2 separate regions of the Gossypium hirsutum genome follow, and region 2 is linked to region 1. Evidence: chromatin contacts called from public Hi-C data. All regions are on one chromosome and are shown on one strand. Each heading gives the region's core, a stretch centred on a gene start, on an enhancer-like site or on the middle of the called end of the contact. The rest is flanking DNA. Distances are from core to core; before and after follow the strand shown. Region 1 holds the start of LOC107948130 (nicotinate N-methyltransferase 1). Region 2 holds the start of LOC107948120 (UDP-glycosyltransferase 73D1).

Region 1 (6,213 bases), core at 1,048-3,547:
TTTTGATATCCAATTTTAATTTTGAATAATTTGAAGATAAAAAAATTAGTATTTATTATAATATTTAACAATAACAAAATAACTAATTAAAAATTTATTTTATAACAACTAAACTTAATTTTTAGATATTTTGTTTTTTTAAGTTTTTCAAGTCTTTCTTTCATGAAATAAAAACTTTATGTTCATTTATTATGTTTTAATATTCTTATAAATTATTTGTTGTTAAAAGAAGATATTCAAAATAACCTCTCTCTGTTTTTTAAAAAAAAATTATCCTCAAATTGTGCTAAATCTGAATAGTAAATTTTAATTTAAAAAACAAAGTGGGTGGCAGAATTGAAACAAATTTCTACAATGGGAAATTTGTCCATAATTTCAAAGTAAAATATCAAATTTAACTATTCTTAACCCAAGAATAAATGTACTAAATTCACAAAATTTGGCAGATTGAAAATATAACGAAGTTAAATTTTTTGTTACATTAACTACAAAAGCAAAAGTTCCATATCCATACAATGAGTTTAATTAAAAAGTAGTTAATTATGAATAATCCTTTTATTTACTGTAAATAAAGTAAAAAATACCTTATGAATAATTTTATATATTGTTGGAACAAAGTATGACATAAATTTATCATTTATTTAATATTTATGTTAATGTCACATCAATTAATATGGTTCACATGTCAAAAAGATAATTTATCCTAAAACTATTACTTTCTTTATAATTTGTGTGAATATACTATTTTAAAAAATATGATTCGTAATTATAAAAATCAAAGAAAAAGATTAGGTGAAATATGTAAATTATTAAAGAAATATGAAATTCACCTTCATGAAGATTGCATCAGCTACTGGAATCGACTCAAACATGTCACCCCCAACGTGAGTCACGCCTACAATCAATCAACACTTTAACAACCACGCACCCTTCAATTAATAAAAACAATACCCAACCATTTCTTTTAATTATTTTAATAAAAAATAGATTAATATCATATCTTAAACAAATTTCAAATTATTTTAATAACAGTTTTTAAAAATTAAATTAAATTTTATTTTTTATATTTTCATTTTTTGATATCTTGGTTTTAAATTACCGAGTAATTATCTCTTTAAATGATAGCGAAGGAGTAAAGGCGGTGAAAGTAAAATTGATTAGTGAACAAGAAAGCTGAAAAATCTGACCCGGAATACTAGGTGCTTTGGCAACGACCTCAGGCAAATCAAAGTTGATTCCCTCAACATGGGGATATTTCTGCAAAATCATTCGGAGGCAATCCCCCGCGCTGCCTCCCACATCAACTAATCTCTTCACGCCTTTCAACCCATCATAGCCGTCCAATATTGCTCTCATGAATGGCACTGAAACTCCCGACATCGCCTTTTGCATCAGCCCGTTCATTTCTGGTTTCTTCCCATAGTAACTATAAGCTCCCTCCCCATTCGCCTTCACGAATGGCTCCGATGTCGGATTCAGCACTGCTTCGTGCACCAATGGCCACGCTCTCATCAAAGCATCCTAATACATTTATTCCACTCAATTACCTTTCTTATTTCATGTAAAAACCCATAGCTCTACTCTTCTACACATGACGGTTTCGCTATAAATCAATCAAATGAAGGAGAGATCTGGGGAGAATCTGTGGTTGAAAGTGAAAAAGTGGGATAGGCCTACCTGGTGGTGCTGGAGGACATATGGTGCATAGGATAGACCCTCAGCGTCTGTTACGAGTGTTTTTCCGATGTCAGTTAGGGAGTATTTTCTCTCCGGGGAGTGGGAGTCATCACCGCTGCAATTAAGGTGTTCATCGAAAACGCCGTAGCTGGTGAGCATACGGAGGATACGCTGGAGGTTTTCAGGGTCTCCGCCGCCGTAAGGGAGTACCCGTGAGAGAATCTGGACGGCGGAGAGAGGGGTGTTGGCGCCTCCTTGCCAGATAGCATCGGGTACGTTGAGGCGGACGATAGCGTTGAGAGACATGGGGACGCTTATCATGTTGGCCAGCTCCATAATGGCTAGCCTAGCTTTGTTACTGCTCTCCGCTGTCTTGACGTCACCCATTATAGGGGCTTCAATATCTGATCTTCAATCTCTCGCTGCGCTGGTTCGATGAGTTTGAGTTGAGGTTTCGGTGGGTAGGAGATTTGAGATTTGAGATTTGAGATTTGATTGCTGTGGTGGGGGTACTTATGTAATTCTTGTTATCTCATTTCGGGAGAAAAATTAATAATATCGCAACTTTTTCAATTTTCTTTTGTTTCTAAAATTGGTAATTTCTTTGAATTTTTTCTATTTAAGTTAGTGGCTTTTAGCTGGTAATTGTCTTTATATTGGAGTTTAACTTTTCTTTTCTTTTTTTTTCATTTAAGTTATTCTTTGATATTTTCATAAAAACTATAAGGTTCATGTTATAGAAAATTAATAAAATAATAAATAAAAGTGGATGAAAAATATGAAAAAAAAATTCATTGTCTTATTTTCATTTATAAGGTTTTATTTATAAGCTCATTTACATTCAATTAATAAATGTATTACATTTAATAAACTAAATTTTCTTAATTACTCCATTTAATGATCTGATTATAAATGAAGTAAAGAGTTTTATCTCATTACTTTAATATGCTTAAGGGGGTTATAGACATCCATTTAATTTATAACACTCCTCTTGGATGTCTTTTAAATAAGAATGTGCCTCATTAAAACCTTTATTAGGAAAAACTTGTGGGATAAAAACCTAATGAAGGAAAAAGAGTACACAATCTCCTATTACAAGTTACCTCGTTAAAAACCTTTACCAGGAAAGCCCAGTGGGACAAAATCTTGGTTAAAGGAAAAGAGTACAATGTGTTTTAGACTCCCCCTAATGGCAACATCACATTATATCTTTAAGTCGACGCATTCCAATCTTGTTTCATAATCTTTCAAATGTTGAAGTTGGCAATGCCTTGGCAAAAAGATCTGTTAAATTATCAGTAGAACGAATTTGTTGAACTTCTATGTCACATTTCTTCTCAAGATCATGAGTGAAGAATAATTTTGGTGAAATATGTTTCAAACCACCCTTTAATTGAGCTATACATGCTGTATTATCTTCGTATAAGATAGTTGGCATATTTTCCTGTAAATGCAAATTACATATCTTCTGGATATGTTGGGTTAATAACCTTATCCAAACACACTCTCGGCTTGCCTCACGCGTTGCAATTATTTTAGCATGATTTGAAGAGGCAGCAACTAATGTTTGCTTTGTCGAACGCCATGATATAGCCGTACCTCTACATGTAAACAAATATCCCGTTTGAGATCGACCTTTATGGGGATCCGTGAAATATCCAGCATCAGCATAACCAATTAATAGGGATTTTGAATCATTTGAATAAAATAACCCAATATCAATGGTCCCTCTGAGATATCTAAATACATGTTTAATTCCCCATTCCAATGTCTATGTGTTGGAGAAGAACTAAATCTTGCTAACAAGTTTACAACAAAAGCTATATTAGGTCTTGTGTTGTTTTGCAAGATACATCAATGCTTCTATGGCACTTAAATATGGTACTTCAAGACCAAGAAACTCTTCATCATTCTCGCAAGGACGAAATTGATCTTTATTCACATCTAATGATCGTACAATCACTGGGGTACTCAATGGATGTGCTTTATCCATATAAAATTTCTTTAAGATCTTTTTCGTATAAGTTGACTGATAGACATGAATTTTATCTTTTAAATGTTCGATCTGCAGGCCGAGACAAAACTTTGTTTTTCCAAGATCTTTCATCTCAAATTCTTTCTTTAAATAATTTACTGCATTTTGAACCTCTTTAGGAGTTCCAATAATATTTAGATGATCAACATAAATAGCAATTATAAAAAAGTTTGATTCAAACCTTTCTATAAAAACACATGGGTAGATTAGATCATTTTTATAGCCTTCCTTTAACAAATATTCACTAAGACGATTGTACCAAATACGTCCAGATTGTTTTAATCCATATAAACTTTTCTTTAATCTGATTGAGCAATTTTCCTGGGAAACTCTATATCCTTCAGGGATTTTAAATCCTTCTGAGATTTTCATATAAATTTCATTATCAAATGTACCAATACAAATAGGCTGTAACAACATCCATTAGACGCATGTCAAGTTTTTCACGTACTGCTAGACTAATACGGTATCTAAACGTGATTGCATCCACCACAGGAGAATATGTCTCTTCATAATCAATGCCAGACCTTTGTAAAAATCCTTGTGCTATAAGTCGTACTTTATATGTTACGACTTCATTTTTCTCATTTCGTTTTCGTACAATTATCCATTTATATCCTACCAACTTTACATATTTAGATGTTTGGACTATAGGTCCAAAAACCTCATATTTAGAAAGTGAATTTAATTCTGCTTGAATTGCGTCTTTCCATTTTGGCCAATCTTTTACATTCCTCAATAGATTTAGGCTCAGGATCCTCATTTTCTTTTGCTATTCCAATAGCAACATTATAAGAAATTTTTTTTATTGAAAACTATATTTTTTTGGTTCCATCTTTTTCCTGAAGTAGCATAACTTATTGAGATTTCTTCGTTATCACCATTTTTAGGCACCTGAACCTCTTCTGGGTTTTTTTTTTATTAGTTATATCTTTGGCCTTTTCTTGGGAACTTGCCTCCACAATATTATCATCTTGAATAATTGCTCCTTTCCTTTTACAAGTATTTTTTAGCTTTGGAATCGATTAGCCTTCCACGCTTTAGGCGTGGATTACTTTCTTTTGCACTAACAATTTGCCCTACTGGGATATCAATTTGTATTGGAGCATTTTCAGCTGGTATGCGAGATTTTGTAATTCTTTTTAGGTCAGTAAATGAATCTGACAATTGATTGGCAATGTTTTGGAAATGTATGATCCTTTGAACTTCTTGTTCACAGTGACTTGTGCGAGGATCTAATTGAGATAATGATGATCCATTCCATTTAATTTCTTTTACCAGTTTTATTTTCTTTCCCCCTAATGTTGGGAATGTTGTTTCACCAAAATGAGAATCAATAAATCGTGTATTAAATAAATCTCCAATTAATGATTCAACATATTTAATTATAGAAGGAGATTCATAACCAACATATATTCCTAACCTTCTTTGAGGACCCATTTTTGTGCGTTGTGGTGGAGCAATTAGAATATATACTGCACATCCAAAAATTCGAAGATGGGAAATATTTGGCTCTTGACCAAAAGCCAATTGTAATGGGGAGTACTTATTATAACTTGTTGGCCTTAAGCGCGCAAGTGCTGGTGCATGCAAAATAGCATATCCCCAAGCTGTAACAGGGGGTTTTGTTCTAATAAGCAATGGTCGAGCTATTAGTTGGAGGCGCTTGATAAACGATTCAGCTAAACCATTTTTGTGTGTGAACATGAGCTACAAGATGTTGAACTTTTATCTTAATTGACATACAATAATCATTAAAAACTTGGGATGTAAACTCACCAACATTATCAAGACGAATAGTTTTGATTGCATAATCTAGAAATTGTGCTCTTAATCGAATTATTTGAGCGAGTAGTCTCGCAAATGCCAGGTTGCGAGTCGATAATAAAGACACATGTGACCACCTACTAGATGCATCTATTAATACTATAAAATATCTGAATGGTCATGGTGGATGAATAGACCCACATATATCTCCTTGAATACGTTCCAAAAATGCGAGAAATTCAATCCTAATTTTAGCTGGTGATGGTCTAATAATAAATTTTCCTTGAAAACAAACAACACAAGATAAATCCTTGAATTCAAGAATCTTTTGGTTCTTTAATGGGTGTCCAATTGAATTCTCGATGATTCTTCGTATCATAATAGATCTAGGATGGCCTAATCGGTCATGCAAATAGTAAAAGTATGTGGTTCTACAAACTTCTGGTTTGTAGTAACATGTGACTCAATTGCACTAATATGTGTATAATACAAACATGATGAAAAAGCAGGTAGCCTTTCCAAAACATATTTTTTCCACGTTCAACATTTGTGATATATAGATATTCAATATTTTTCTTATTCATAGTCTCAATATGATATCCATTAAGACGAATATCTTTAAAATTCAATAAATTTCTTTGAGACTTAGTGGAATATAAAGCATCATTAATGACAAATTTTGTATCTTTAGGTAATAATATAATAGCTCTTCTAGAGCCTTCAATGAGTTTTGA
Region 2 (6,213 bases), core at 1,456-3,955, 140 kb after region 1:
GTCCAAACCCTAATATGGGAATAGATTAATTCTTTCGAGATTTATTATTATTCTTTTCAATAATGTTGTTTTCAAAGTTTGAACCTATATATTTTTTTGAAAAAATATAATGTACCTTATCGCTTAACCTAAGACTAAAAAAAATCTAATTTTAGCATTTAAATAATATTCGAAGTTTGTGCAATGCAACTATCTATAGTTCATTTCAACTTCTTACTAATAATAATAATAATAGATAAGCAAGAATGATTTGAATATCACTTGAACTTACATAGAAAAGGAGATTACTTGAACTTATATAGTCGTTGAATCAATTTGCTTAATTTTGATTCTTCAAATAATGGACCATTTAGATTACCTATTAATATAAGTTGTCTTCTTGCATCACGATTTAGTCACATGATGTAAATTAATATTAGTTAAATGTTAGGTAACCAATGAGCCAATATTTACTTATACATTTTGTTTTTCATGAATAAACCATTGAGGACAAATATACAAAATATAATAACTTTAACTATGAAATTTTATTAACCAATCTATTTAAAAAGAAAAATTACAAGTATTAATAACGAACAACTACACTAAGAGTACTAAATCCCAACATCGTATCTGAAGTTCAGACTTTAATGTGGGAACAATTGTGTTTATGCTCCAATGTAATAATAATTGTCAAGTTTAAAGAATAACTTAAATATAAAAAAGTCCAAACCTTAATATGGGAATAGATTAATTCTTTTAGAATTTTTTGTTATTCTTTTCAATAATATTGTTTTCAAAATTTGAACCTAAATTTTTCTTTTTGAGAATATAATATATACTAGAAAAATCTAATTTAGTATTTAAATAATATTTGAATTTGTGCAACGCAAGTTTACTTGAACTTTTTAATAATAATAACAATAATAATAATAGTAGTAGTAGTAGTAGTAGTATAGTAGATAAGAAAGAATGATTTGAAGATCACTTGAACTTACATAGAAAAGAAGATTACTTCAACAATAATGAAGGTATTAAAATAGAAATTGTTTAGAGGTTACTCGCAATTATACATTCAAAGGCCTTCCGAGAGAAAAGAAAAGAGGAAATCCAACCTTTTGTAATGGTTTACGAACGTTTAAATTAAACCTGCAGATGGAGGGTGTTACTGAGACTTAGTGATTTCCTCCAATATGTCTCTCACTAAGAGTGACATGTTGCAGTAAGATGATCCACCGTTTTCCAGAGACTTCCTTGCAATTTCAGCAAGCTTTCGTGCTCGAACTCTTCTGTTTTCGCCTTCTTCACCGCCATCCATCAACATATCTATGGCTTTCTCAACTTGATGTTTCTTCACCAACACCCCCAGTTTCTCTTCTTCACCCCATCTAACGGAGACTTCAACCCCAACCCCAACTCCGATCTTCAGAATTTGGACGATGAGTTTTTCGTTAAAGAATTGTTCCGAGAATTGAGGCCATGTTATCATTGGAACCCCGGAGCATACAGATTCTATGGTTGAATTCCAACCACTGTGAGTTATGAACCCTCCTATTGCAGGGTGGGATAAGATAAGAACTTGTGGAGCCCAACCCTTGATCAAAAGCCCCCTCCCTTTGATCCTCTCCTCATATTTCTGCTCTGAAAACCACTTCTCTAGCTCCTCAGCTCTTTCATCGCTTGTTTTGACTACCCAAATGAATGGTTGTTGTGATGCTTCTAGACCTAACCCCAGTTCTATTAGTTGTGCTGGAACTAGACGGCATAGGCTACCCAGGCAAGCGTAAATAACTGACCTTGGTTCCTTCGAGTCGAGCCATTTCATGCATTTTTGTTCCTTGATCGATGCTTTGTTTCCTCTTTCAAATTTGTCCAAGTTCATCTTGTTGCATAAAGAAACCGGTCCAATGGTCCAAACCTTTTTCTTTATAGCCTTCTGGTACTGTTCCACGCACCCTTGCTCTAGTTCATTGAAGCTGTTTATGACAACACCGAAAGCACTCATTTCGGCCTCTTGCATCTTGTTCCGAACATCGTCCAGGTCTGGCAGACTAACAAATGCTCCAGGAAGTTGAGCCCTTGTTATCTCCACCGTTTGTGGCAATCCCGGCACCACGAACGGTTCCGTATCCGAAGCAACCGAAAGATGAGCCTTGTGAAGCTTCACATTGTGAGAGCACAGCAATGAAAAACAGCCCATCCCATGGAAAACAATCCTGGGAACGTTAAACCTTTCAGCAGTTTTGGAAGTCCAGGAAAGACACTTATCTGATATTATGCAGCTGGGAAGCGGCTTTTGTTGCTCCAGGAATCGTTCCAATGGTTCTTGCAACATTCCGAGTGCATTGTAGAACCTTTTCAATAGATCCCTGGAAGACAAAGTGTCAAGGTTCTCGCATCCCACAGGGAGTCCGACTTCCCGGCATGGAAATGGGATTTTCACTACTTGGATCTGAAGCCCTGATTGGGTAGCTCGTTGGATGACCGAGTCGAACCTGGACGCATTGTGGGGCGTAGTGACTAAGCTTACCATCACCCTTCGTTCTGCAAGAAGCTTGGCCAAGTCAATCATAGGAATCATATGACCTTGCGCCATGAGCGGGATCAACACGAAGTGTAGTTGCTCGGCCATTGAGACGAACAATTCCAACTTTGGCCAGTCGAGTTGGTCACCTAAATTTTGTTCTTAATATCACGTCTATACGTTTTTTTGAAGGTTTCTTACCAATTGCAGGTCTTATAAGGTGAGCTTGACTTTGAATAAGTCCAAATATATATTAGTTAAAAGGGAATGTTAAATAATTAGTATGTATAATATCGTTTACTTCATTTTTTCTATCAATATCTATCTAACTAATATATATATAATTGACTTGACTTGGATTTTGTGTTTGATTAAGTCATCTCATGCCCTATGTTTGGTGTTGAATTAGTCAACTTGTCGGCCTTGTGGCTTTACCCCGGCAACCACGCTAATCATAGCTCTGATGATAGATTGGTTGGTCTTTAAGCTTCTATTTCCTCGTTTTATATCAGATTTGATGTTGATAACATTTTTTGTCGCTTTCTTCAATCAATTACATCAAGAAGCTTTCGCGTTATTTCCTTCTTCTTCATAAATATTTTTTTCCTAAGATTGTCCTATGCTGAAATTAATCCCAAAATTCTTACTGTTAACTAATTATATTAGATTTTAATTTACATTATGATGATCCAACAATATTTTTTTAGAGTAAATGAATAATTAATGTTTTTTTTAAATTGGACTGGTAGTCGAATCGGTTAAGTCATTGATTCATCAGTCAAGCAATTGATTCAATCGTCAAGTCAACTATTTTTAATCGATTCAATCAGTTCATACCGATTTTCGATTTAATTGGTTCAAAATCACTTTCTAAACTAATCCGACTGACCGATCTAATTCAGTTCAAACAACATTGCGAATAATATAATACAACAAGAAATATCAAATTAACTATTATTATTTTTAACTCTAAAATTAATCTATTTTTTGTATAAAATTTTACAACCCTGGACTCTTTTAGAACTAAATCCTAATTTAACCCTTTTTATAAAATCATAAATTTTAAAATTTTAAATTCAAATACAACCAGAAATCATAAATACAATTGAATAAAAAAACGTACTATTATTATTTGTTATTTTTGTTTATTTTTTACATTAATTAAAAATAATATTATCGAGGGAAATTGATCCCGAGCTAAAAAATTAATGCATAATATTAATTAATTTTTTTAAAAAATGAAGTCACACAATTTGTTATTAAAAATACCTAAAAGAGACTTTTTAAATATAATTGAAGTATCTTCCAAGAAATTTGATTCTACTACTTAATGTATTGGAATGGGAAAGTGAATGTGCTCCTTACTTGTCTTTCTTCATGTCGACGGAGTCTTCAAAGTTGTTAAATCTGACTTTTTGGAGCAACCAAACTCTCTTTTGTTGTCAATTGCAGTTAAACATTTCTGTTGATGATGTCCCTTTGCACGGGATATATTAAAATCAATTTACACCTAAGTGCTCACGCCATAAGGTATATATTTTATATTTGTGTCAAATAACTTTTTTTAATTTTAATTTTTATTTAATATCTCAATTTTTTACATTTAATTTATATGACAAAAAGAATGTAGTTAATTATCCAAAACTTATCTAAAAATATATTTAAATCCAATAAGTCAAAGGTTCCACATGTTGAAAGTCGTAAAAAAAAACGAAAATAAGAGTTTATATAATAAGGTAATAATTAGCATTCATGTACCCAAAATAATATTTGATGTATTTTAATGTATAAGTTTATAAACGGATAACAAATTAAAGATAGTAATTTATTAAAAGAATTTTAAAAATAAATATGTAAATTTTTATTTTTAATAAAATAATATTAAGGTTGTTTGAATTGGTTAGATAGGAAATCAATTGGAGTACCAATTTAGAGAAATGCATTGACATGGTAATCCAAAAATTGTTAGAGATTGATTGAACTAGGTTCAAAATCTATTGGGTCAAATATTTAATATTTTATAATTTTTTAATGATTTACTTAATCAAACCGAATAAATTAATCAAACCGACAAATCAATAACGCTTCTGAAAATCTCGAATTATATCATCAAATTTATTAATTATTAAATTAATATACTTTCAATTTATTTGCATTGATTCCCATTTAATTATTAAACCAATTTAATATCTTTACATATTTTTAATAATTTGATTATTACTTTAGTTTTGAATAATTAATTATATTTATTTTATAATATAAAATAATTTAATATCATATAAATTAATATTATGACTTAAACTTTTTTAAGTTGTATCTTTAACCGATTATGGCTTATTTTATATTTTTTTAATCAAATTTATTTATATTATAGTTTTATCTTTAATCGATTATGAATTAAACTTTATATTATTTATATAAAAAATTCAGTCCAAAGTTCAACCCTATAAAAATTATTATTTATATTTATATTATATGATAATCAATTAATTCAAGGATTAATTTTACTATTAAAATAAATATTTTTTTATAATTAATTAATTTTAAAGTTAAAATTCTAAAATTTTAAAATAAAAAATTAATTGGATTTCAAATAAATGATTATAAAATATACAAGGTAAATCAAAAGCTATAAATTCAAAATTTTGATGAATTCCTTTGGATACAAGATTAAAAATATACAAAATAAACTAAAGTAATAAATTTAAAATTTTGATGAATTCACCTCGTTTGATGAAACTAATAATAAGAAAAAATGTATGGTTATTACAGTAACGAGCATTGCATAAAATATAACAATAAATAATGTTTCAAATGGAAAGATATAGGTTTCAAACACGTTATATTCTACATTTTAGATATTGAAATTATGAGTAATTTAAAAGTCTTAAAAAAGAATAATAGTGTCTTTACTCTTCCGAACACCAACCAATTAATTACTTTTTGTTTAAGAATATATAAAATCATAAATTCAACTCTTCGTATTTATATTTTTATCAGGCTAAATTACTGATATATGCTAAAAAAAACTTTATTTGGCCTTTTAGGGTTTTTTTTTAATTTAGAGAAATAGATCATTTTTAGAGAGGGAAAGCCTCTCCTAGGTTAGGGTTTTTTAATTTTGTCAGGTTTAGGGTTTTTGTTGAGGTTAGGGTTTTTAAGGGTTTAAGGTTAAGGTTTAAGGGTGAAATCACGAAGGTTTATAGGTAGATTTGAGGGGTTGGGGATGTGATAATGCGCTTCAGAACACATACATTTCATATGTCATGGCGGGATAGGACCATTACTTCAAAAATTCATCCTAGGGAAGTTAAGTTTTGGGGTGACATTGCTTGATACGGTCACTGGTCGAAGTCTAGATAGAGGTCCCAATCGACACTCATGATGCGGTCATGGGTTCGGGTATAACTGAGGGCTGGTTGACGGTCGTTATACGGTCATGAGTTCAAGCTTTTTGGATACCCGCAAATGATGCCTTATATATATCATACATAAGATTGAGGCCATAATCATAGGAAAAAAATGGAGGGATTTCCGATGTAATCGACGTAATTCTCTATTTTCAAGCAACCGATATCTTTAACCTTTCATTCTTATCCGAAGGCTGACATTAAGGTGGACACAATAGGGCTCTCAGGCGAAGAGCGAATGTTCCGACACAATAGAGGTCAAACTTAGGTCGACACGACAGTGGTTTTACTTATTAATGA

The links. A called contact is a pair of places that touch in the nucleus more often than the background predicts.
Region 2: a contact with region 1 is called in a Hi-C map of leaf, with 2.1 times the contacts expected there. The contact joins the promoter of LOC107948120 here to the promoter of LOC107948130 in region 1. A contact is called at or near these places in 2 of 34 Hi-C or Micro-C datasets (both in leaf).

Annotation. Positions count from the first base shown.
Region 1 is chrA04:63,780,314-63,786,526 of Gossypium_hirsutum_v2.1, forward strand. LOC107948130 (nicotinate N-methyltransferase 1) reads right to left here and starts at 2,298. Exons shown (of 4, transcript XM_016882597.2): 1 at 1,678-2,298; 2 at 1,188-1,521; 3 at 831-895. The coding sequence starts at 2,064.
Region 2 is chrA04:63,916,951-63,923,163 of Gossypium_hirsutum_v2.1, forward strand. LOC107948120 (UDP-glycosyltransferase 73D1) reads right to left here and starts at 2,706. Exons shown (of 1, transcript XM_016882589.2): 1 at 939-2,706. The coding sequence starts at 2,611. The coding sequence ends at 1,145.